Linked DNA regions of Mus musculus: regions 2, 3, 4 and 5 are each linked to region 1. The links are chromatin contacts, called in public HiChIP or PLAC-seq and promoter capture Hi-C maps. All regions are on one chromosome and are shown on one strand. Each heading gives the region's core, a stretch centred on a gene start, on an enhancer-like site or on the middle of the called end of the contact. The rest is flanking DNA. Distances are from core to core; before and after follow the strand shown.

Region 1 (2,794 bases), core at 81-2,580:
TCTCCACATTCGACTTTCTTTCCCCTGCTATTCCTTAAGCCCAGAACCAGCCAAGTCGCTGCTCCAGGAGAGGGCAGCGCAGCTAACCAAGGGCACAAGGGAAGGGAAGGCCACGGGGTCCCCGGTGTCCTGAGCTTCTTCGCCTCAGGGATGCCAAACGGCTTCGTAATGACCAGGGCTGGGCTGTGAGAAATGTTAGGCCGAGAGGGATTTCGTGGTTCCCGGAGGCACAAGAGGCAGCCAGGTCCAGGTACCTTCAAGTTCCAGATTTGACCTGAGCTGCCAGCACTCGCGGGCAGAGGGGCCGCCCGCCAACCTGCGGGGCTTGGCAGCGGCAGAAAGCTCCTCTCAAAGACACCGGGCGGGATCCCGGATGCTAACACTCCCGCGGGGTTCCTTGGCCAGCCCATCTTGGGCAGAAAGACACCCGGGATTCACAAGAAGGGCAGGTGCCAGGGGGCGTGCCAGGCAGTCGAGAAAAAAGGTGCTAGAAGAGAGGATAGGGCCGGGCAGGTGGCGATGCTTCGATGGCGCGCTGGGAGGACCGATCGCGCTCACCTGGGTCATGAGGCGGTCGGCACCCGTGTTCTCCTCGTCCTTGAAGATGATGTCGGGATTGTAGTTGGGGGTGAGCTCTTTGAAGCGCTCAGAGCTGCGCGCGATCTTGCCTTCGTAGCGCCCGCTGGCGCCCAGGGTCTTCTCCGGCACGTTGGGGCTGAACTGCTTGTAGGCAAGAGGCACGAGCTTGCGAGGCGGCCTCCGGCGGCTGCCCACCACCCGGCCCGGCCCGCAGCCCCGCGCCGCCGGCACCAGAAGCAGCAGCAGCAGGAACAGACAGAACCGCAGTCGGGGCCGGAGCCAGGCGGGAGACATGGCCGGGTAGCCCGGGAGAGCAGCGGGCGAGGGCGCCTGGTGGGCTGATAGGTGGGCGCGTGGCTGGGACAGCTTCGGGGACTCAGGCGTCTGGGTGGCTCTTGGGGACTCCATGCGGGGGCGCCATGGGCAGCGCGACGCGGCTCAAGGCCGACGGGACTCAGGTGCGGGGCGGGGGCCCGGGGCCCTGGCTGGTGGCGGCGTGCTGTCCCCCTCGGCGCCTCGACTCTGAGCTGCCCGGCTCGCCGGCCGCCAATAAATAGGCCGGCCCGTTTGTTTTGGCAACGCGGCGACGGCGGGGGGCGGCGGGCGGCGGGGCTGAGGGCCGGCGGGCTGGGCTGGGCTGGCCCGGCCGGCGGACTGAAGGGACCCGCGGTTAGCACCCCGGCCCGGCGGTCAGGCGGCTCGGGCAGAGCGGGAGCTGCTGCCGTCTGCGGCGCAGCCCGGGGTCGAGTGAGAGGGGAAATGGAAGAGATCCGGGCTCGGGACCCGCGCAGACCGCACCCTATCCATGTCCCTGCCTCCTGCGCGCTCGACAGCGAACCTGCAGCAAGGGCAGCACAGCCTCCTCCCCCTCCGGCGGGCGGCCCCAAGGCTAGCCAGCCCTGTCCCGCGCGCTCCTCAGCCGCGCGTCCACCCGCCCGCTGCCCTTTGCGCCCCCTGCGCTGCCTGCGATTGTCCTCCTGACGGGCCTCACCCCACCCTGGTCTCTCCTTCCCGTTCCTTGCGGCTCCTGGGAGCCCCACCAGGCGCAAATCTCCTGGACAGGAGATGCCACCCCCACGGAGACCGCAACCCACGTCGCAGCCGGACGCAAGAGGGGGGTAGTGGCCGGACCGCACAACCGCCTACGGTGTCCCCTGCGGAGAAGCAAACCCGAAAGCTGGAGGTCATTCATAACCTGGTGCCCCACCCTGGCCCTGGCAACATTCCCTTTCTCAGCTTGGAGGAGCAGGGTTCTGTATTGACCTGGTGCACAGCTGGGGACCCTATACTGCCCAGTACAGAACTAGGGGATGCGGGTGGAGGCAATGTAGCCTTGTCAGGAGTCAAATAGGACTGGAAACACTGTTAAAAACAAGGGAGAAAGGCCATACAGAATAACAGCCTGAAGTGGGGACATCCACAGAGAGGGAAGAGCACTGAGCGTGCTGCATAAACAACAAACAAACAAACAAGCAAACAAACAAACGGATCCCAATCCACCTGCAGACGGGCACTGCCTGGGAATCACTCGCTCCTCCTCGTCCTACTTCAGAAGTGTTAGAAGCCACGGACTCTGCAGAGACTGCCCGGGAAGCGAATGAGGGTTGTGCACTTTAATAGAACATCCAGGAAGGCAGATGAATTATAATCTATACTGCCCAAACCAGAAGACGCAAGTGTGTTAACGGGCACAGATCACCACCACAATGTCAAATCTTGTGCTGTTTGCGACGGGTTCCACAAATTTAATAAAGTTATAATTAGAAAGCTCAATCTTCCTCCCTCACCCTCACCCTCAACCCCTTCCTTTCTTTACAGATGGAGTCTCTCACCTACGGAGTCCAGGCTAGCCTTGAGCTCTGGATTCTCTTGCTTCCATTTCCGGAGTGCTGGGATGGCAGGGGAGTAGTACCACCATGCTAGACATGCTAGAGAAATCATGATGCTACACACACACACACACACACACACACACACGTGCGCGTGCACCTTCCTCTACCAAAGGAAACCGTGATGATCTATATTTGAAGTTCAAGTCATTTGTTTTGCTCATGTATTTGAAAGAGGCTCTCAGGTAGCCAGGCTGATCCCTTGCCACAGAGTTGAGGATGGCCTTGAGCTACTGGCCTTCCTAACTCTGCTTCTCACGTGCAGGGTTTACGCGCACTTACAAGGTGCCACTACTGCCTTGCTCGGGATTCAGATCTCAAAGCAC
Region 2 (2,794 bases), core at 89-2,588, 240 kb before region 1:
GCCACCATGTGGTTGCTGGGACCTTCGGAAGAGCAGTTGGGTGCTCTCACCCACTGAGTCATCTCACCAGCCCGGTGGTACACACTTTTAATTCCAGCACTTAGAGACAGAAGCAGGCAGGTCTCTTGAGTTCCAGCCTGGTCTACAGAACAAGGTCCAGGACAGTTGGAGCTACACAGAGAAACCCTGTCTCAAACCAACCAAACAACCCAACAACAACAAAAGAAAACGAAACTTCCAATATACATAAAACAGTTCATGAAACAACACTTGGTTATTTTTCCCCCTTTGGGGCAAATTTTCTGTCCCATTTTATTCTTTTTGCTTTATTGGAATAGTCTGAAGCCAGGCCATGTAGGTAGGCAGTCCTTTTTAAAAATACAAATTTAAAAACTTATGGTATGTGTATGGGTGTGTTTCCTGCATATTGTCTGTGTGCCACTTGCATGCTTGGTGCACACAGAGGGGTTTCGGAGGCTGTGAACTTCCCCTCTGGAAGAGCAGCCATCTCTTCAGCCCTTCCTCTTTTTAAAAAATTGTTGTTATTAGTTTAGTTTTTTTGTTTTTTGTTTTTTGTTTTTTGTTTTTTGAGACAGAGTTTGATTATCTACCTCTAGCTGACCTGGAACTTGCTATGTAGACCAGGCTGACCTGGGACTCACAGAGTTCACTTGCCTCTGCCTCACAAATGCTGAAATTAGAGGCTTGCGCAACCATAACTGGTTCAAAATCCTTAATGCCTGCACTCTGGAGGTTGGGGCAGGAAGGTGGAGGATTGAGCCCAGCCTGGCCTACACGTCTTCAAACAAAACAAAACGGGAAAAAGAAAACAAAATCAAATCCCCAAATCTGTTCTCAAAAGCAGAAATGATACTCTTAAAAAAAAAAAATCCCTAATACCGCAATTTGTTTTGTTTTTCCTCCTCTCTGGGCCTCACGTGACTGCTGTCCCAGGTCCACAATCAGCTTCAGCCTCTGGGGAACAGCAGCGCGTTCCCGGGCCATCTGGAAAGTGAGGGACACCAGAGATGGCGCTCTGCAGGTCAAGCAAAGGCAAGCCTAGCTGGGTGGGGCCTGAGGGACTTGGAAGTTGACTGCTGTGCTCCATCTCACGACTGAGAGCCAGCGAAGTTCTTGAGAGTCCGTGGATGAGGAGGCTGCTAACTCCAGAGAGCTCCCTAGTTCATCTTGTCCACCTCTGCCTGCCTTCTTAGTAGAGGTCTTGCAGCTGGAGAAGGCGGCGTTTGTGTGTTCAGGACAGATCCTGATTGGAAGGGGTTATGAAAGGATCTGGCTAGTCCTCTATTGGCCCGCCCCGGGACCACCTCTGCCTTTAAAGTCGCCAGGTCGCAAAGCCCGAGTTCTGTCTGCCTCCTTGCCTGGATAGGGCTCATAGTCTCTGGATCTAAACTCTTGGCTTCTCGGGCACGATCCATGGCTGCGTGGAGCCGCACGAGGCTGAGATGGACGCTCCTGGACCCGCGTGTGGTGGGCCGTGGCCTCTGCCCACAAGGGGCCAGAGCCAAGGCCACGATCCCTGCAGCCCTCCAGGCACAGGAGAGTACGGAGGGTCCAGGAACAGGTCAAGACCGGCCGCGCCTGCGGAGTCCGGCGGAGCTTCCGGGGACCGGAACGCTACAATTTTTATTCCAGCTATTTCTACAAGGCTATGTGCTGCACTTGCCCGACCTCCAGGTAACCATCGGACAGAGGCATCGCCACCTGGGTCTGGGCACTGGGACAGAAAAAGAAGCTGGCTATGGGAGAGAAGAGGGATAAACAGTAAATAGAACTTAGCTCGCCACTGTCTGAGGCTCGAGCCATAAACTGGAAGGGCATGCAGGGTGCAGAGAGAATCCTTTGAGCTAAAACAGGCGATGGGTGTCACCGATCAAGAGATCATCATCAATGTGGTGGGCACAAGTTGGGAAAGGAAGAGGTTGCGTTGGGAGAGAATGACTCATGCTAGTGTATACAGTGCCCGGTGTTGGGGGAACCCTGTTACTTCAGAGATGCCATTCCCCTCCTGCTTCTTCCAAAGGAGTTAACTTTGGAAGCTACTTTGCAATCTGTAGGACACATTTGTCCACAGAAGAAAAAAACAAAAAACAAAAAAAGATTGCTTCTCAGGGAGTGAAAGAAAACACATTAGGGAGCAGGCAAAGGAATTTCTGATGTAATTGCACCTCGACACCCTGCCAGACGGAGAGGAGGGTGAGGATGGGGACAGAGAAAGAGAAATCCAGCAGCCAGGAAAGTTTGTCTGTGTAGCTATCCCTGTCAGACTCAGGAGGTACTGAGAGATGATTTAAAATAACAAAGCAAAACAAACCATTCCCTGGGACTGGAGAGAGGGCTCCATGGTTAGGAGGACATCTCTCTTTTCCAGAGGACCTGAGTCAGTCAGCACCCTTGTCAGTCAGTTTACAACCACCCAGGGGAATCTGATGTCTCTGCCCTTCCAGGACCATGCACTCATGAGCACATACCTGCTGACACACACGTGCATAGTTAAAAAGAATACAAATTGTAAGCAAGCAAGCAAGCAAGCAAGCAAGCAAGCAAGCAAGCAAGCAAGCAAGCAGGAAGCCTGGCATGGTGGCGCAACACTTACCTTTAATCCCAGAAATCAGGAGGGAGAGGCATTAGAATCTGTATAAATTACAGGCTAGCCCATGCTACATAGGCTAGCCAGTGCTACATAGTGAGAACAGAAGGGAGGGGGGAGGGAGGAAGGGAGGGAGAGAGGGTAGAGGGAGAGAGGGAGAGAGACGACAGAGATAGAGAGACACAC
Region 3 (2,794 bases), core at 180-2,679, 220 kb after region 1:
TGGCTGATGCTGGGAATCAATCTGGCAGGTTGAGGTTGCTCTTCCTCTTTATTCATTGAGACTAGGCCTCTCAGTCGAACCCAGAGTTTGCTGATATAACACAACCAACAAGCACATGAGTGTGGCAGGCATGTAAGTCGGCAGATGACCCAAGTCAAGGTGTTTGGGTACAGTTAGAGCTGAGAACAGGGCTTCTGCCTGAGGTAGCCAGGAAAGACTGTCTTAATTTCTACCGGTCTTAGAGTGAAAATCAAAGGAAGAGGAGGGGAAAGTTGAGAGGCAGAAACTGGTTTTTTGTTTGTTTGTTTGTTTACTTCACCTGATTACTTGTTTCCACGTCTAGACCTACGGGAAGGTAGAGTGACTACCAATTCCAAGTAGGAGAAGCTGTGTGAGAAGCAAAATGTGCTGAGCCAGGAAGGTCTCAGTCTGTGGTTCCTAAAGGTGTACACCAGTTTAATGACTGCCACTCTTCAAAAAACATTCCAGAACCCCTGAGAATGTGCTAGGCTAGTGTTTTTCAAGTTGAGACATACTAGAAATGTGTTACCATTCCTTCTGGAGCTCCCCTCTGAGTCAGAAGTCCTAGGACCCAGGCATCTGTTTAAAATAGCTATGTAGTGAGTTTCACCTGAGACTGTTGTACTTTAGGTATTATGTGCCAGGCAGGGCCCAGTATGAAACAGGTAGAGCTGATCCTTGACTCTTTGATATATTTTAATTTTATCATTGAAGGGAAGGGTGTGCAGTTCTCTTGGGTTTTTCGTCTTCTCTCCTTTCACTATGGATGTCTCTTTTCACCAGGTAGTCCCCTTTGTGTGGCCGATGCCTCTCTCTCTCTCTCTCTCCCTCCCTCCCTCACCCCCGAGCCTGGGTGTCTCTATGTAGTCTTGGCTGTCCTAGAATTCGATATGTAGACCATGCTGATGTCGAACTCACAAAGATTCACCTGCATCTGCTTTCTGAGTGTTGGGAGTAAAGGCTTGAGACACTGTGCCAGGTTGGTGAACAGCTGATTTCAATGAGGTGACGTGTAAACTGGGATGGAGGGGAGGAGAAGACAGAGCAGGTGTGCTCAGATCATACCGACAAGGGCTAGGGATGTCTTAGAGGGTGAACATCAACACTAAAACCTGGAGAGGAATCTGCACCACTGAGAAACACTGTAACTCCTCACAGAAAAGAGGTAGCCTCGGTCTGGAGAAATGGCTAGAGAAAAGTAAGGTAGTGACGAAGTGAGCAGGCTAAAGGCCGAACTGCTTCCAAACCACCCTTGTCCACCGACACGTCCATCTTTGCCTTCACTGGTTGGTTCTGAAAAAACTCTTCTAAGCTTTACACCCGCTCCCGGGCGTGGCTCAACTCTTCTGGGACTCTCCGCCTGCAATCTACTGTTGCCCGGGATGGACCCGCCCAACGTGATGACGTCAGAGCGCGCGAGCCCTCGGGAGGAGGAGTAGGGGCTGCGGGCCGGCGGACGCTCAGGCTTCGGTAACCTGTGCTGGGCGGGGGAGAGGAAGGGGCGGGGCGGGGAGCCCCCCGGAGTTGCTGTGTTGCGGACGGGGCCCGGAGCGGGAGTCCTTGGCACGCTCAGCTCTCGTTTCTTCCCCGCAGCAGGCCCCGCACGGCCAGGCGATGGAGTTTCCGGACCTCGGGGCTCACTGTTCCGAGCCGAGCTGTCAGCGCTTGGGTGAGGGGCGGAGCACGCGGGAGGCGGGGCCGGACGGCTGGGGCTGGGGACTGCAGGTAGGGCCAGGAGGGTGAGCACTGGAGCTGGAAAGGCCAGGAGGGCGGGGCTCGAAGTTGTGGGCGGAGACTAGGGGCGTGGCCAAATTGATCGTGTACTGTGAAAGAGGTACAGTGTGTTGCAAATAGGGCAGAGTTTTTCCTACCTGAGTAGCAGCTTTGCGCAAGAGGAAAGGACATCTAAGTTTCCTTTGAACCCGCAATCTGACCCATTCTCTGTAGATTTTTTGCCACTCAAGTGCGATGCCTGCTCGGGCATCTTCTGCGCAGACCATGTGGCCTACGCCCAGCATCACTGTGGATCAGCTTACCAAAAGGTGAGGGGGCGATCGTGAGGGTGGCAGGGGTTGGTGTATGGAGAGGAGAGCGGGTGCAGATGCTTTCAGGATCTGTCTATTTTATGTTTTCCCCTCTTAGTTATTGTGTTTCTAAGCCCAGCACTGGGTAACTTTGTTTTTTGTGTATTTGTGAGTGGTATATCCGGGTTCTTTAAGAGATTGCTTGGCTCTCATACTGACTCCTGACCCTTGACTATAGGATATCCAGGTACCTGTGTGCCCTCTCTGTAATGTGCCTGTGCCGGTGGCCAGAGGAGAGCCTCCTGACCGTGCTGTGGGAGAGCACATTGACAGAGACTGTCGTTCTGACCCAGCACAGCAAAAACGCAAGGTAAATAAATAATGGAGGGGTTAGTGAGACAACCCAGCGTAGTATACGGACATCTGCAAACCCAAAAGGCTAGCTCCATGGGGGCCAGAGGAGAAGATGAGTTTCCTAAATAACAAACCCTGTTTCATCTCAGATCTTCACCAATAAGTGTGAACGTTCTGGCTGCCGGCAGCGGGAGATGATGAAACTGACTTGTGATCGCTGTGGCCGAAACTTCTGCATCAAGCACCGTCATCCCCTGGACCATGAATGCTCTGGGGAAGGTCATCAGACCAGCAGGGCAGGGTAATTACCACCAAATAGCCAACTTGCTTTGCTTCAGCCATGTCTTCCTTGACCAAGGCAGTCTTTATGCTTTTTGCTCCATTTTGCTTGCAGT
Region 4 (2,794 bases), core at 199-2,698, 190 kb after region 1:
CTGAGGCTTTGCCTTCAGGCCCAAGTGGCATTGCTCTCAACAATAGCCCACTCCAGGGCATAACAAGTAAGAGAGCTCCCATTCCGCTCGGGTCTGGAGGAGAACGCCTGGGAGTTCTGACTCCCAGAGGCAGAGAACAGGCGGACCTCTCACCATGAAGTCTTGGAAACCGGTGAGGGAGAAGGCGCCTTCTTCGTCCAGCAGGAGCCCAGTCAGGTCCATCGCACTGTCAGCCGCCACCCTGCGAAGGTGGAGGGAAAGGGAAGGAATCGTAAGTGACCCCAGAGCCGTGCTCACCCGTTGGCCCACCTCTCCCGAAAGGGCCACCGCCCGACTGCGCGCAGCCTCCTCCCTTCTCGCAGGCGGCCGTGGGACGCCTCTTCCTGTTCCGCGTGCGACTGGGCCTCCCGGCGCCCGACGACAGGCGCGGCGCTCACCAGGCGAACCAGGAGGTACGAGGGCCAGCAGTGTTCTCAGCCCGTGCCGCGTTCGCTAGGCGTTTATAAGCTGCGGGAGTGAGTGTCACCGACGAGTCTGCGCGCCCGGCAGGAAGTGCCTCCTGCCTTGCCCAACCTGAGAGCTCCGGGTCTCCGGAGCTATGAGCACCGGGGGCAATTGTAATACGGTTCCCAGGGGACCGCGACACACCAAGGGTGAACGCGCTGACCAGGCTTTGTAGTCGTGGTACAGATAGTAACGAGCCTAACACAAAGGCAACGCGGCGAGTTGTTTCCTGGGTTTTAGGGAAGACGCACTCAATCAGCAATGCCCAGGAAAGATGAACAAGAAACTTACCGTAGGTGGGAGAACTGTGAACAAGGTGGGAGGGAATCTGTTGAATCTTTATGCCCCTTAGAAGTTTGAAACTGTAACACTCGAATACATACTGTATTCTGTATGGTTACTCCAGCAATTAAATGATCTCAAAAGATATAAAGCCTCAATGTACGATGTTAAACAGGTCTCCCCAAAGCAAACAGCGCCTGGATGTTTTATTTCCAAACACTCCTTCCACACAATTTGCGGCTGAGAGATTTTGGGAAGAGAGAGGGCCGACGCTCCAAGAAGGAAGAAACAACTTTTCGAAGTTGGTGAAGCTGCTTTGAAGTCATTAAAGTCACGCGCTGGTGTTTGTTTATCCGCTGAGGGGAGGGGACTGGAGGCGAAGAGGGTTGAGTAATGGGGATGGCACCGCCCTTCCCGATCCCAAGCAGATTGTAGTCAAGATCCTGGGGGCCTGAAAGCCCACTCACTGCCTCTGGGCAGTGCCTCACGCGACAAAGAGGTCTCCAGCCGCCCTGTAAACACCGGGAGAAGACCTCAGGCCTCGCAGCCTCAACGCCCGCCCCGGATCACCCCTCCAGCACCCTGGAAGCACACCTTCGTGGGTGCAGGATCACGACAGCGGCCAACGCGCACGCGCGGGCGTCCCATCCGGGCTGTTAGGGCACGTCACGTGGCATCGCGCTTCATCACGTGACGCTTGACCGCAGGTTTTTTTGCTCGCCCGTGCGTGCGCCCCCTTCCGTCTGACGCGCCCCCGGCGGCGGCCGCGCAGCCCTGGCTCCTCGCGGGCTCGGGCAGCGGCTGCGGCGCGGTGATGGCGAGCAGCGGTGGCGGTAACACCGGCGCGGGTGGCACCTCGGGGCTGGGCCTGGGCCTGGGGCTGAGCCTCGGCATGGGTGAGGCCACTGGCGACGCGGAGGAGGAGGCGGCCGCAGCCGAGGCAGTGGGACGTTTAGCTACGTCCCTGTGGCTGCGGCTCCGCGGCTGGGAGGCGGTGCTGGCGGCCGCACAGCGACTGCTGGTTTGGGAGAAGCCGCTGCACAGCCTGGTCACGGCGGCCACACTCAACGGCCTCTTCTGGTAACGGCCACGGAGGAGGGGGCGGGGCCGGGCTGCGCGGGAGAGCGGGGGCGGGAGGACCGGGTGCTCCCTCCCTTGGAGGGCTGTCAGCGTCTGGGGCGGTGATCCTGCACCAGGTGGCCCCATTTTTTAGTCTCTTAGTGACTGGGTGAGGCTTAGAGGGCCATCTCCCCATCCATGGGTCTTTCTGTGATTTTCGATGGATTTGGGAGCCTCAACTGAGATGCCTGTCTCCCTAAGGTTGTTGTCTTCGTCGTCCCTCCGGCCCTTCTTCCTGCTCAGCATCTCACTTTTGACCTATTTTCTACTGGATCTCTGGCATCCTCGCTTTCTCCCTGACGTTTCAGGTGAGTTTCTTCATTCCACATGCACTGTATGCACCTGCTCCGTGCATCACCCTGCTACTTGAGGGGAGGCACAGGAAGGCCATTTATCTCCTAAGGCATCCTGTATGCCCTTCCATCGTTTTTTTTTTTTTTTTTTTTTTTTTTAAGAAAATTGCCTGAAATGAGAATTGTTTCTTTTCCAAAATTAATGTTCTTGTGAGTTTAGTAGTCAAAACTATATAGCATTTAAAGCTGGGTTCAGAAACAGCATATCGTACACCTTGTAGTTGGTGGGTAAAGGGAATGCTCTGGACTTCACATAGTGGTTCAGGCCTGGAAGCGAGAGACAGAGGGATTACTGAAAAATTGAGACCAAGAATGTTAAAGAGAGGCAGCTCTTTCTGACTTTGGATCTGTCTCTAAGTGCTTCTTGTATTCTTAACTTACCCCACACCCTTTTCTCCATAGCACCACCCCCTGAAGAACCACACTCTGACAGGTGAGTATAGGCCACCTTTTAAAGAAGATGCCCAAATGTGGTCTGCTTGCTGTGCTCAGCTCAAAGAGGAGCAGGGCTGTGGCTTGTGCAGGCATAGGCCCAG
Region 5 (2,794 bases), core at 104-2,603, 170 kb after region 1:
AACACAGTTGTCAAAAAACATCTGGCCATTTCAAGTGACACAGGACTACATATATGGTGGTTATTTGCAGCCACCTTGAAACGCTGTGTGTGGAGATGGTTATTTGTATCCTGGGCTGTTCCAACAGGATAAACTGGTCTCAGAATGATTAAAGAGTCTTCACTGGGCAAGAGTTTACACTGGGAAAGATTAGACATACAAATGAAGTTGCCAAACCCTCTAATTTCCCTTATAGGCACATCCTGGCATGCACTCTGAAACTCACCAAAATTGAGCTTATTGGCCTAACTGGTTCCGAAGGTCAAAACCCACAAGTCGATGGTTTTGTCTGAATGGGAGGAAGCTGTTTTAATGTGGCCAGGGACAGCTGGCCCTATAAAAATGTCTAAACATCCAGTCTGGCTGCTCCTACCACTCAGCCTGGTCTTGAGGTAAGTATAACTCAGTGAGTCAGGCATGATGGGGCATGCCTGTAATCCTAGCACACAGGAGGCTGAGGCAGGAGGATCTTGATTTGGAAGCCAACCTGGACAACATAGCAAGAGACTTTCAAAACAAAACAAAGTGGTAGAACGGACTGGGGCCTGAGACTGTTCACAGCATGGAGGGAGAAGGAATCTAAGTCCTCTGGGGTTTGACTCCCCGCCCCACACTCCGCAAATTGGTCTTCCATGATCACGTTAACCAACCTCGCGGGTTTAATTTGTCTTTTAAAGGAGAGACTGTGAAGTTGCACGACATTCTACCACTCGGGTTCCTCTCCCAGGGATAGTTCCTAAAATACCCTGCAGGGGGCAGTAAGGTCCTACAGACCATCTGTCGAGCCCACGCCCTGTGCCACCAAAGAGGGCAAACCTTAGGCCCTGCCGCCAAAGGTCACACGCCCCGCCCTCGAGCGCCCTAGGCGTCCATCTGCCCCCCCAACCCCCGCTAGAACTTTGTCGCCCGCCTCTCATTTTTACAGCATCCGCTGCACACAGTTACGGCTCAGGGCCCCAAAGGGGAACAAAACTAATTCATCCCAGCGGGCCAAACACGAAGCCTGCTAAGGAGGGGCTTCACACGACACACTAAAAGGCAGAGGCCGAAAACGGACTGCGCGTGCGCAGGTCCGCCCACTCCGGGAGGTCCAAAGTCGGGCTGCGCGCGGTCCCTTCTGGGAAAAAGCGCCCGGGTCAGGGGCCACTGCACGAGTTTATCTTTGCTTTTCGGCGTCCGGACAGACCCAGATCTCGGCGCCGACACGAAACCAACCCCACCTACCGTCAACGGCTGCGGGAACTCCCACCCTCCTCAAGGCGGGCCTGTCCTGGTGCGCAAACTGAGAGGCCACCCCCCCACACACAACACACTCAGGAAGGCGGGGTCTTGGGTGTGGGCGGAGCCAGGGCCCTGGTGGGCGGGGCCCGAACCTCACTTGTTAACGCCACTCGCAACTCTGCTGCTTTCCTAATTCCTTTCCTGTTGCCCTAAGTTGAAACGAAATACTACTTCTCTCTTGCCTCTTCATCTTTTTTTTATCTGCTTTACATTTTAGTTACTTATTTAAATCTTAAATGCAGGGAGAGGGCAGGGACCCTGTCGTATTCATATCCGTGGATGTAGGACCTTGCTCATGGCAAAGAGTAAATATTTGAATGCTAGAGTTCATTCAAGAAGCCTTGACAGTTTACAGGCAGAAATCTCATTTATTCAGTTCCAACCCGCTAAACCATGGCCTCTGCTCAAGTCTTAAGAGGAGGAAAGGCAGCCCATTTTGCAAGTGGGCCACATCCACCTCCACTGGGACAAAGTATACAGACTCCAGCAAGGTGGCAGTTACTGCTAAACTAAGACAAAAATGGTGGTCTTGATGATTACTGGGACCTAACCCCTTCTCTGCTAGCTGTGGAGTACGATTCCCCAGAGTTAGGCAACAAGTCGGCTCTCTCTCCTGTTTTAGAGGATCCTCCTTCATCCCCAGAGTCTTCAGGCATTGGACAGAGGCAGTGGAGAGGCTGTGGGATGCAGGAACACAGGTTTCTGATGGGTAAAGGAAGCCCATACTCTTGAGCAGCTTTCCTCCTGGATTGCTGAAGCATTTGAATTTCTTGGGCAGTGAAAGAAGTTGGCAGCCTCTGACCTAAGCCTCTCTCAGCCCGTGTACCTGTAAAAGAGGGGTGATCAGGATGGAGAGATAGCTCTTAGGAGCTGGTACTGCTCTTACAGAGGACCCAAGTTCCAAGTCCCAGCACCCATGCCGGATGGCTCACAACTGCCCGAATCTCCAGGTCTGGGAGGATCTACCATCACTGATCTCTACATTTTATGAATGCAAATATCCAAAGACACACATACACACATATGCATAATTTAAAATGAAAATTAAGGTTTTTTTTTTAAGTGAAAAATAAGTAAAGGTCACTGCCCTGCCCAACCTAGGGAGTAGTGACTACCTAGCCACTCCCCTGGGACCTGGTCTCAACTTACCAGATATAGTGTTTTCTAGGAGAAAGCCCAGTAGACCAGCTAAGAAAATGGGTTCTGCCAGCAAAGAACGAAGAAACATATCCAGGGGGCTCCAGCCTACAAAGGGTTGGGGCCAGGCAGGAAGGTAACTGATACTGTCCCAGGCAATGAGTCTTCCCTTTCAGACGTAAACTGCATCTCAAACCAGGGACACATCTCACTAGGCTGCCATTCCATCCCATCTACCTTTTCCCTCTACACACTCCATTCCCCACACTCAGGCCCTGCCCAGATTCCTTTCTCAGCACCATGTTTTCTAAGCACCCACATTCCCTCCAGGTACCCT

What was found. HiChIP or PLAC-seq counts read pairs in DNA pulled down with a chosen protein or histone mark. Capture Hi-C pulls out chosen DNA fragments and counts their contacts.
Region 2: an HNF4G HiChIP or PLAC-seq map of pancreatic cancer cells shows a contact between it and region 1. The contact joins the promoter of Cyp27a1 here to the promoter of Ihh in region 1. A contact is called at or near these places in 1 of 39 promoter capture datasets (stem cell-derived epiblast-like cells), 2 of 115 datasets of contacts at active chromatin or transcription factors (embryonic stem cells and pancreatic cancer cells) and 1 of 9 other capture datasets (adipose tissue).
Region 3: a promoter capture Hi-C map of adipose tissue shows a contact between it and region 1. The contact joins the promoter of Zfand2b here to the promoter of Ihh in region 1. A contact is called at or near these places in 8 of 39 promoter capture datasets (the 3T3-L1 cell line, cranial neural crest, embryonic stem cells and 5 more), 7 of 115 datasets of contacts at active chromatin or transcription factors (astrocytes, bone marrow-derived macrophages, embryonic stem cells and 3 more) and 2 of 9 other capture datasets (adipose tissue and pancreatic islet).
Region 4: an HNF4G HiChIP or PLAC-seq map of pancreatic cancer cells shows a contact between it and region 1. The contact joins the promoter of Cnppd1 here to the promoter of Ihh in region 1. A contact is called at or near these places in 17 of 39 promoter capture datasets (the 3T3-L1 cell line, the SN4741 cell line, cranial neural crest and 8 more), 12 of 484 Hi-C or Micro-C datasets (embryonic stem cells, muscle stem cells, nephron progenitors and 2 more), 14 of 115 datasets of contacts at active chromatin or transcription factors (the SCID.adh cell line, embryonic limb bud, embryonic stem cells and 6 more) and 4 of 9 other capture datasets (adipose tissue, embryonic stem cells, liver and 1 more).
Region 5: an HNF4G HiChIP or PLAC-seq map of pancreatic cancer cells shows a contact between it and region 1. The contact joins the promoter of Nhej1 here to the promoter of Ihh in region 1. A contact is called at or near these places in 21 of 39 promoter capture datasets (the 3T3-L1 cell line, 3T3-L1-derived adipocytes, cranial neural crest and 11 more), 2 of 15 datasets of contacts at CTCF or cohesin (embryonic stem cells and stem cell-derived epiblast-like cells), 3 of 484 Hi-C or Micro-C datasets (embryonic stem cells, nephron progenitors and pancreatic cancer cells), 21 of 115 datasets of contacts at active chromatin or transcription factors (Th17 cells, bone marrow-derived macrophages, craniofacial prominence and 10 more) and 5 of 9 other capture datasets (adipose tissue, embryonic stem cells, liver and 2 more).

The regions. Positions count from the first base shown.
Region 1 is chr1:74,950,342-74,953,135 of GRCm38.p6, forward strand. It overlaps Ihh (Indian hedgehog), which reads right to left and starts at 1,331. Exons shown (of 3, transcript NM_010544.3): 1 at 559-1,331. The coding sequence starts at 873.
Region 2 is chr1:74,712,197-74,714,990 of GRCm38.p6, forward strand. Cyp27a1 (cytochrome P450, family 27, subfamily a, polypeptide 1) reads left to right here and starts at 1,339. Exons shown (of 9, transcript NM_024264.5): 1 at 1,339-1,695. The coding sequence starts at 1,435.
Region 3 is chr1:75,167,217-75,170,010 of GRCm38.p6, forward strand. It overlaps Zfand2b (zinc finger, AN1 type domain 2B), which reads left to right and starts at 1,430. Exons shown (of 10, transcript NM_001159905.1): 1 at 1,430-1,491; 2 at 1,615-1,690; 3 at 1,969-2,063; 4 at 2,284-2,415; 5 at 2,549-2,700. The coding sequence starts at 1,636.
Region 4 is chr1:75,141,263-75,144,056 of GRCm38.p6, forward strand. It overlaps Cnppd1 (cyclin Pas1/PHO80 domain containing 1), which reads right to left and starts at 1,449. Exons shown (of 10, transcript NM_026977.3): 1 at 1,381-1,449; 2 at 796-1,298; 3 at 154-241. The coding sequence starts at 222. It overlaps Retreg2 (reticulophagy regulator family member 2), which reads left to right and starts at 1,524. Exons shown (of 9, transcript NM_170755.2): 1 at 1,524-1,866; 2 at 2,107-2,213; 3 at 2,661-2,691. The coding sequence starts at 1,601.
Region 5 is chr1:75,123,873-75,126,666 of GRCm38.p6, forward strand. It overlaps Nhej1 (non-homologous end joining factor 1), which reads right to left and starts at 1,354. Exons shown (of 9, transcript NM_029342.4): 1 at 1,264-1,354. It overlaps Slc23a3 (solute carrier family 23 (nucleobase transporters), member 3), which reads right to left. Exons shown (of 12, transcript NM_194333.3): 11 at 2,470-2,565; 12 at 1,669-2,146. The coding sequence ends at 1,857.